Regions from separate parts of the Hordeum vulgare genome. Here region 2 is linked to region 1. Evidence: chromatin contacts called from public Hi-C data. All regions are on one chromosome and are shown on one strand. The core of a region is the stretch at or near the end of the contact, and the rest is flanking DNA. Distances in the headings are between cores, read along the strand shown.

The links. A called contact is a pair of places that touch in the nucleus more often than the background predicts.
Region 2: a contact with region 1 is called in a Hi-C map of seedling, with 5 times the contacts expected there. The contact joins the promoter of LOC123448498 here to the promoter of LOC123448497 in region 1. A contact is called at or near these places in 4 of 6 Hi-C or Micro-C datasets (leaf and seedling).

The regions. Positions count from the first base shown.
Region 1 is chr4H:262,635,444-262,639,876 of MorexV3_pseudomolecules_assembly, forward strand. It overlaps LOC123448497, which reads right to left and starts at 2,170. Exons shown (of 2, transcript XM_045125409.1): 1 at 1,458-2,170. The coding sequence starts at 2,003.
Region 2 is chr4H:262,914,724-262,919,009 of MorexV3_pseudomolecules_assembly, forward strand. It overlaps LOC123448498 (vacuolar cation/proton exchanger 2), which reads left to right and starts at 1,704. Exons shown (of 12, transcript XR_006631804.1): 1 at 1,704-1,993; 2 at 2,077-2,343; 3 at 2,596-2,666; 4 at 3,231-3,259; 5 at 3,347-3,543; 6 at 3,619-3,831.

The sequences.
Region 1 (4,433 bases), core at 920-3,419:
GCGGCACCATGCCGCCATGTACCACCAGCCGACACACCTTGAAGCCTTTAGAAGATCAGTCGTGCGTAGCACCTGCCGAACAGGCATGGCACAGCGTAGCACCTGTCGGCCAGGCATGGCTTGACATCTCCACCGAAGCTCCATGCAAGACGAAGCCGCTCCACCTGTTGCCTTTGTCTTCCAGCACTGCTCCACAAATGATGCTCCCAAGAAAGAAACGACATCGCAGTGCCGCCATCGTCTGATCTGAAAGACCAGATCCTAGGGTTTCCCCCGAAGCAGCACACGTGGATATCGACAATAGTTACTCAATGATGCTTTCATGGAGGTAACGGCGCAGAACGCCGCCATCGCCCGCCGTCGGCTCGGTTTTCACCGACAACTATGTCTCCCCGACTCGCAGCCGGAACTGCATGACGGATCTAGAGATCCGACCACCCAACCTCAGGCCGACCAACTCCGACGAAGAAGATGACCACCACCGCCAAGGCCCGCCTCCATGCCAAGAAGGGCCATGAGACTCCAGCACCGTCAGTAGTCGTGCCCGACGGCACATCACGAGCACCCCGGGGATGCCTCCCCGACCTCCCTCGGCGCCGATCCAAGGCCGAGCACAGGCGACAAGACCAAGCCGGCGAGCAGCCCCAAGGGGATCCTTCCCGACTACGCCCAGCCTAGGTGCCACCGCCCCCCGCACCGTCCAGATCCAACAGGTCGGCCGCCGGCCACCACAACTCTCCTCATGCAGCCCTCCACGCCCGCCACCGTGGCAGCTAAGCGTCGTCGCGCCCCGCACAACGCCACGTTCCGGCTAGTGTAGATCACCCCAGGACGATCCCGCCTCGCGAGAAGGAGAGAGCGCCCACCGCCGCCCACGCCGGGCAGGCTTCGCCCACCGGCACGCCCTGGCGGCGGAGGGGGGAGGGAAGGGGGAGGAGGGTCGCAGTCCGGCGCCGGCTAGGGTTTCCTCCCCTGCCGTCCGTGGGAATGCCAGAGGAGGAGAAGTCGGTTTATGATAATACTGGTTCCACCATGTTCTGAATACATTTCAGGAAATAACAAACTTTTTTGCATCTAGGAGTACAAACATCAGAATATGATGGCTCTTATTTGTTCACCTTAACAACTAATCCATGCAATAATGCACCCTTATCTTATTAAAGCCAATAAATTCCATTATACATTCATGATGTGTTGCCTTCATTGAAATGCCAAAGGACTGTTCTTTATGCTGAACAGTGAATTGCTCCAACATAAAAAGAAGATACCAATCTCATACTTAAGACCGTACTTTGCACACAGCATATAATCTATCTTAAAAATTGGATTTTACTACAACTATGTGGAATACATAGCAAAGGATTTACAAGCAGAATACAATACTATAAATGCTTAAAATTGCTTTCAGGTCCATTGCAACCCAAAGAATTGTACAACAAAGGCGAAGAAGGGCTCACCCGGCAGACAAGTTCAGCAGTAGCGCGGGAACGGTCGAGAGGCGATGTCCACGCGGCGGCCAGCTGCGAACCACGGGAGCGCAGGAAAACAGACAGCGCGCGCGCCTGTCGCTCCCCGCGCGCCGTGAGGGCCACCGACGGCCATCGCCCACCAACCAGGTCGGGCCGCATCGCGAACGCACATTCCCCGTGGCTAACTACAACAACCTCCAGCAGCGCTTCCGTTCTCCCCTGCTGCGGGAGGTGCTGGAGCGGCGACGGTGGCGTAAGGAGCACGTGGCAGGGGTCCCAGACCTTGATGTTGGGGCCCAGGAGGCGTGGGGTGCCCATTACGGATGGCTGCGGCGAGAGAGGCGAGTCGGCGGCTCGGCAGGGGAGCACCTCGGGCTCCTGCTCCAGCACCTTGGACGCAGAGGTCGGTGGAGCCGGCGCTTGGGCGGGAGGGGGCCGGGCCGTGGGCTCCAAGGCTGAGGCAGTCGATGGATCATCGTCGCCTTCGTCGGCCGCGGTAGAGATGGAGGAGTGGGAGGAATGTGCAGAGCCCATTGTGCGCGGCTGTGGTGGGCGGCGAGATCTGACCTGGAGGTGGGATGTGTGCTAAGTGGGGAGACGCCACAGTCCATAAAAAAGGACGCCCTGTAAAGACCTTCTATTTGCCTCCCATCGGCGACACATTGATGAAGCTTCGTGGAAGGCAGACACGAATATATCGACCTATTTGGAGATATTGAACTACAGACGTGTAAAGAAAAAGGAAAAAGAAATTGGAAGGGGCCGGGCCATGGGCTTCGAGGCTGAGGCAGTGGATGGATCATCGTCGTGTTCGTTGGGCGCGGTAGAGATGAAGGAGTGGGAGGAATGTGCGGAGCCCATTGTACACGATCGTGATGGGCGGCGAGATGGATGTGGGATGGATGCAAAGCGGGGAGAGTGAAGCAAGAGCATCTCCACCGCAGTCCTTCAAAAAAGGAAGCCTTTATAGAGACCTCATATTTGTCGTCCGCGTGTGGCAAATTGATGAACCTTCGCTAAAGGCATCCACGAATGGGTCGATCCATTTAAAGATATTGAACTGCAGACGGGTAAAAAAATAGGAAAAATAAATTTGAAATGAGTCGGGCCATGGGCTTCGAGGCTGAGGCACTGAATGGATCATCGTCGCCTTTGTTGGGCGCGGTAGAGATGGAGTGGGAGGAACATGCAGAGCCCATTGTGCATGACCGTGATGGACGGGGAAATCTGACTTGGATGTGGGATGGATGCAAAGTGGGGAGAGTGAAGAAGCAAGAGCATCTCCACTGCAGTCCATCAAAAAAGGCGCCCCTATAGAGACCTCGTATTTACGGTCCACGTGTGGCAAATTGATGAACCTTTGCTAAAAGCACCCACGAATGGGTCAACCCATTTCAAGGTATTAAACTGCAGATACATAAAAACATAAGGAAAAGAAACTGAAAAAAGAATTGACGCGCAACTTGAACTCGTGACCTGCTTCTCATTTGTGAGTGAAACTAGCCAACCGAAGTAGTGTCTTCAACTGATGGATTTGCGCCCCATAGTCTTAAATATCAGATTTAATTTAAACATATTCCAAAAATACACGTTCAACATTTTCTAATATATGATAAGCATCTTGGAAAAAAAATAAAAAAAATATGCATTGAACAATTTTTGAATATGGATTGAACATTTGTAATATACGTTGAACAATTTTCAAATACACATTGAACATTTGTAATATATATTGAATAATTTTTTAATACACAATGAACATTTGTATTATACACAATTTTTTAATACTTACTGAACAAATGTGTAATATACCACCAAACAAATTTTGAAAACATAGAAAAATAATTCATGTTCATTGAACTATTTCTAATATACGATGAACATTTTATAATGTATAATGAACTTTTATAAATACCGTGAACATTTTCTAAATATACATTGAACATTATGTAACACATAATGAAGTTTGTATAATATAAAGAAAAATAAACAGTAAAAAGAAAAAAAATCATAAAAAGTAAAATTAAAAGAAAAGAAGTATAAATAAAAACATAAAAGAAAGAACCTAGAAAGTACAACGCAAAAAAAACAGTAACGAACAAAACAGCTCATGCGGCAATGAATATCATACACTACCTTGCACTAGATCAGCCCACCCGCCAGGCCTGCTCGCGTTTCCCCAATGATTTGCCGCCCGCGGGCGGTAAATAGGAATTGCCGTCCGTATATCTCGGCAAAGCCTATTTAGCCTTGTACGCATCGGTTTCTTTGTTTTTCTCTAAACCGACGCGTGCAACGGCTTTTCGTGGGCCGGCCCATATTTTCCATCGTGTGAGAGGCGGACTCCATTCACGACTCGTTCTCCTCGTCTCCCTTATACAAAGCACGCGAGTTCCTTTGTGGTTTTTCTTCTTCCTCTTCCTTCCTACCTGTCGTCGTCCCTTTGAATCCGGCGAATCAGGCGAATTGTAAGCGGTGCCCAACTCTAAACCGGCGACTCGCGCATCTCCGGCTCGCGCTTCTTCGTCGGTTCTGTTCTTCTCCTCATTTCATTTGATGGGTTCGACTGGTTCGGTCTCCTTCCAACCCTAATTTTGTTTTTGCGTGATTTTGTGGTGCTGATTTGTGTGTTTGCTCTTGATTTGTGTGGATCTAGTCGTTTGTAGTGATGGATTGTGTCTCTTGTTCTTAGGGAGTGCGATAGAAATTTTCGTCCCCTATTTTAGGTCTTGTGCTCCAAAACCAACTTGTTCTTTCGTTGATAGTTTTGTAGCTGCCTTAGTGGTGGGATTTGGGTTGGGAACTGATGATTGTCATGTACAACCCTAGCCAAAATTCTGCAAATCAAGTGGATGTGAGGTAGTAGTTGGCTCTGAATACCCTTTGTCAGATCCCAAAGTTCTTGTTGAGTTTGATATAAAAGGGAGAAATTAGCCATGATTATGTTGAGTTGGCTATTGTATT
Region 2 (4,286 bases), core at 454-2,953, 280 kb after region 1:
GCTTCTTTGCCTGGCTTGCTGCCAAGGGTCGATGCCGGACCTCGGACAAATAGGCGCGCAGAGGATTACCACACTAGGCAGCTTGCCCTTTTTGCGACCAACATGAAGAAACGATCGACCATTTTCTCTTGCATTGCATATTCGCGAGGGACATTTGGTCCAGGATTCTGCCGCCCCTAGGCATGGGTCACGGAGAGCCGCGCACCAAAGAATCCCTTCCGGACTGGTGCACAAGGAACGACCACGATCACGCGCCGAAACAACATGCAAGGATGGAGCGCATTATGTGTCTTCTAACCATGTGACAGCTGTGGAAGCATCGCAACATCGTTTCCTTTGATGGCAAGACCCATGTCTGTGCGATGTGGTACACATAATTATGAGCGAATGCGCAGTGTGGCAGAAGGCTGGACTGCTAAGAGATGAGGGCGCACTAGAGGGCCTCCTCGCGGCGGCGCAAGGGTGGACGCAAGGCGAATAGTCGGCTAGAGTAGCGGGTGGAGTGATGTGTGAGCATCATGTAGACACGCCTTGTAGAACTGTGGAGGGGCTCTCCCCTCTTTTATCTCTTTCTATAATTATATATGATTCACACACTCGTGCGTGTTTGAGAAAAAAAATAGGTGTTAAAAAGCTATGAGAGACTATTAATTATAAACCGTGTTCTAGTTTTTTGCACACATATTATTTAGCTCACTTAGTTGTACGCTCAAGCCTCTCCAGAGGAGGTTGGGAGTTCGATCTCCTAAAACTGCATTATTCTTTTCCATCCTCTAGCAATCCGAGTGGGCCCAAACTGGTGCTTCTAACCTAACCGTGGTGGTGTCTTAAAAAAAAAGCCGAGCTGCACACAACATACATAGAGTTTTTTAATAGACTCTGGGTTGAACTTTCAAAAACATCACAGACTTTTCAATAAAAATGTTATGACGGACTAAAAATACATATTTCTTTTAATAATAGATATAGAGTATAGAGGAGTGACTTGTACCTTAGGGGTTGTTTGGATACTGAGCGTTAGCCGCGGGTATATAGAAAATATGTTTTAAGTTGAACCGGTTTTACGGTGGGTTTTATCAATAATGAGTGTATGTAAAGTTGTGTTTGGGTTTTATCAATACACAGTCGCCTCTACATTAGGCGCTGCCGTCATTGGCTGCCACCGTCTATCATCCCCGTCACAGGTCAGGGCCCCGATGTCGGCGCGAGCGCTGGCCTCATGGTGGAAGACATTCTTCTCATAGAGCTCCATGCCATGCCGCACACCGAAGGTCAAGTCCGTTTTTCTAAAGCGTGTTTGTATAAAATCGTCTCTGAGCCGTTTTCTCATAAACGCAAAATATGAATATTAGGAGAACCAAATTTTATTTATCCAAGAATTAGATAGAGTATCCAAACAAAATTTTAGTTGGTTAGAATCTCAAATGCATTTTTAGCTAACTCGTTCTCTAAAAGCTCGCTGTCCAAACAACCCCTTAAGTATGTCAAGGCTCGATTATTGTATCTTTGTTTTGTTCTACTTCTTGTAAAGATAGTAAAATAATATAAAAGTATTTAGATTACTAACATATTTTTTATAAAAAGAGTAGATTTTATAAGTTCTTTCTACGAAAATGAACCGACCTGGCAGCCAAAGAGCACAATTACCTCGACAAGGCTGTAGGGCTCAAACCAAGCAAGCTCTCGCGCCTGGCAGTAATTCCGGGTACCTTTTCTAAAAGAAAGGTTCTTCCGACCACCACCCGCGAAGCGTGGGCAAGGCACTGACGCACATTTCTTCTCCATGACACGGGGCCCGAAGCCGGATCCTCCCACACCGAAGCACGCAGGCAGCTTCGTCCCGTGCCCGTCGCGTCGCGCAACAAAACCAGCGGGAGGAGAAAAGGATTGGTAGAAGGAACGAGGAAAGGCCATTCGAAATCGACCATCCAAATCCGAGCCCTCCTTCACATTTCTTGCAGCGCTATTTTTCATCTGTCCGCGTCGCGGGGAGGTAGGATTCTTGCGCTATCCGGAGGTTGATAGGGATCGGTGGCGGTTCTTGATTTGGATTCGCTTCGTTTTGGATTTGTTCAGATGATGGGGGCGGCGGACAAGGCCGAGCTAGGGTTCGAGGAGGATGATGATATGGTGGCCGGCACGGCGCCGCCGGCCATGAAGATGCAGTCGCTCGACTTCGAGCACATCGGCTCGCTCGCGGCGGTGGCGGAGTCGCTCTCGCCCCGGAGCAAGTGGCGGATGGCGCTGAGGAGCATACGCATCGTCATCTTCCATGCCAAGATCAATGTGCTCCTGCCCTTCGGGCCCCTCGCCATCACGCTTCACTACCTCTCCGGGAACCACGTAAGTAACATGCCCACAAGGATCACCCATCTAAACTACTCTGCAGCATTCATTAGGGTTGATGCAGTATGATTTACTCTTCCTGCTTTGTTAGTTTCTTTCGTTTTTACTACTGTACTACTTTTGAATCTGTAATAGGGGCGCATGCTTTCATTTTTTCTGCTGCATTCTTCGTCACGTTTACTTGCAACAGCAAGACTGACCTGATAATGCTTTCCATTTCTGGGATTGCTTCCTTCAAATGCTTCACAGCAAGGATGGGTTTTCCTTTTCAGCTTAGTTGGTATCACTCCCTTGGCCGAGAGATTGGGATATGCAACTGAGTAAGTGCCTAGTGGATTTTGTCTGATCTAGCTTCTGTATGTTATATAACTCACTGTATATTACTCCCTCCGTCCCATAATATAAGAGCGTTTTCCTATATTATGGGACGGAGAGAGTACAACGGATGAGTAGAGCATTTTGGAGGACGGTCTCCATGGAGCCTGTTATTAAAAAAACAAAACCAAAATTCAAACTTTTCAGTTTAAAAAAATTATGAACAAAAATATACACGTATTACAAAGATGTAATGTATATGTGTGTAAAATTTCACAATGAAATTCTATGAATTGCGAGCTGCACAAAAGATAACAAAATCATGGACTTTGAGAATGAACAGGACATGTGCTAAAAAGCCACATATTTGTTTTTCTTTGTAGCTCTCATTTTAATGTATTTTAACATGAAATTTTAAACACATGTACATTATGCCTCTGGATATATGCACATTTTTTCAGAATGTTTTGAAACATAAAAGCGTGAATTTTGAATTTTTCAAAGTTCGGCCTACATGGAGCTGGAGCTCCATTTAGCATTTTCGATAATGGATGCCTTGTCTTGTGCAGGCAACTTGCTTGCTACACTGGCCCAACAAGTATGTGTCTTCATTCCATATTATCTTAGCTTTCTAATTCAAATCATGACTTCAGCAATCGGTAAAGACTAAATTTTTGAACTGCAGTTGGGGGGCTTCTAAATGCTACTTTCGGAAATGCGACAGAGATGATTATCTCGATATATGCACTGAAAAATGGAATGATTCGTGTCGTACAACAGTCACTACTAGGCTCTATATTATCAAACATGCTGTTAGTTCTTGGGTGTGCTTTCTTTGCTGGTGGGCTTGCTCATCCTAATAGAGATCAGGTCTTCAATAAGGTACCAATAAAAAGGTGGTTATTTCCATTATTATCCACACATTTTATCTCTATTAACTTTCATTTTTCTATGTAGGCATCAGCTGTTGTGAACTCTGGGTTGTTGTTGATGGCTGTCTTGGGTCTAATGTTTCCAGCGGTGCTTCACTTTACACATTCTGAAGCACACTATGGAAAATCTGAAGTTTCTCTTTCAAGGTTTAGTAGCTGCATAATGCTTGTGGCTTATGCTAGCTATCTATTTTTTCAACTCAAGAGCCAGCGCAGTCTGTACAGCCCAATTGGTGAAGTAAGTAGTTGAAAGCTAATTTGTGCAAACACTTTTTTAGACAAGGGGAAATAGTTTATGCAAATACTGAAAACTGAAAAGCGAGATATGGATGCACAAGGTTTTACTCCGAGGGGCACATATCACTTTAATACTGTATCGTAGTTATTGTAGTCATCCATGTAAAGTTGTATCTTCTGCATTGGGTAGTGTAAGTAAGTGATCAAGCTGCATAATATGCATGCAATATGCGTTGAGGGATTTTCATGGGTCCTAATAGCGGTACTAGAGCTAGTACATTGAATTTACAGTCGAGGGGACATCACGTCAGGATATCAGTCTGTTTGAGGACACCACACAAGTGGTTGTGGGGGTGTGATTGCCGCCTGGTTGCTTTTGTTGAGTGGGCCTTTCTCCATGGCTGCCACGTTACAGTAGCTACTATCGTGGAATGTTCGGAACCTCAATGCTCCGGC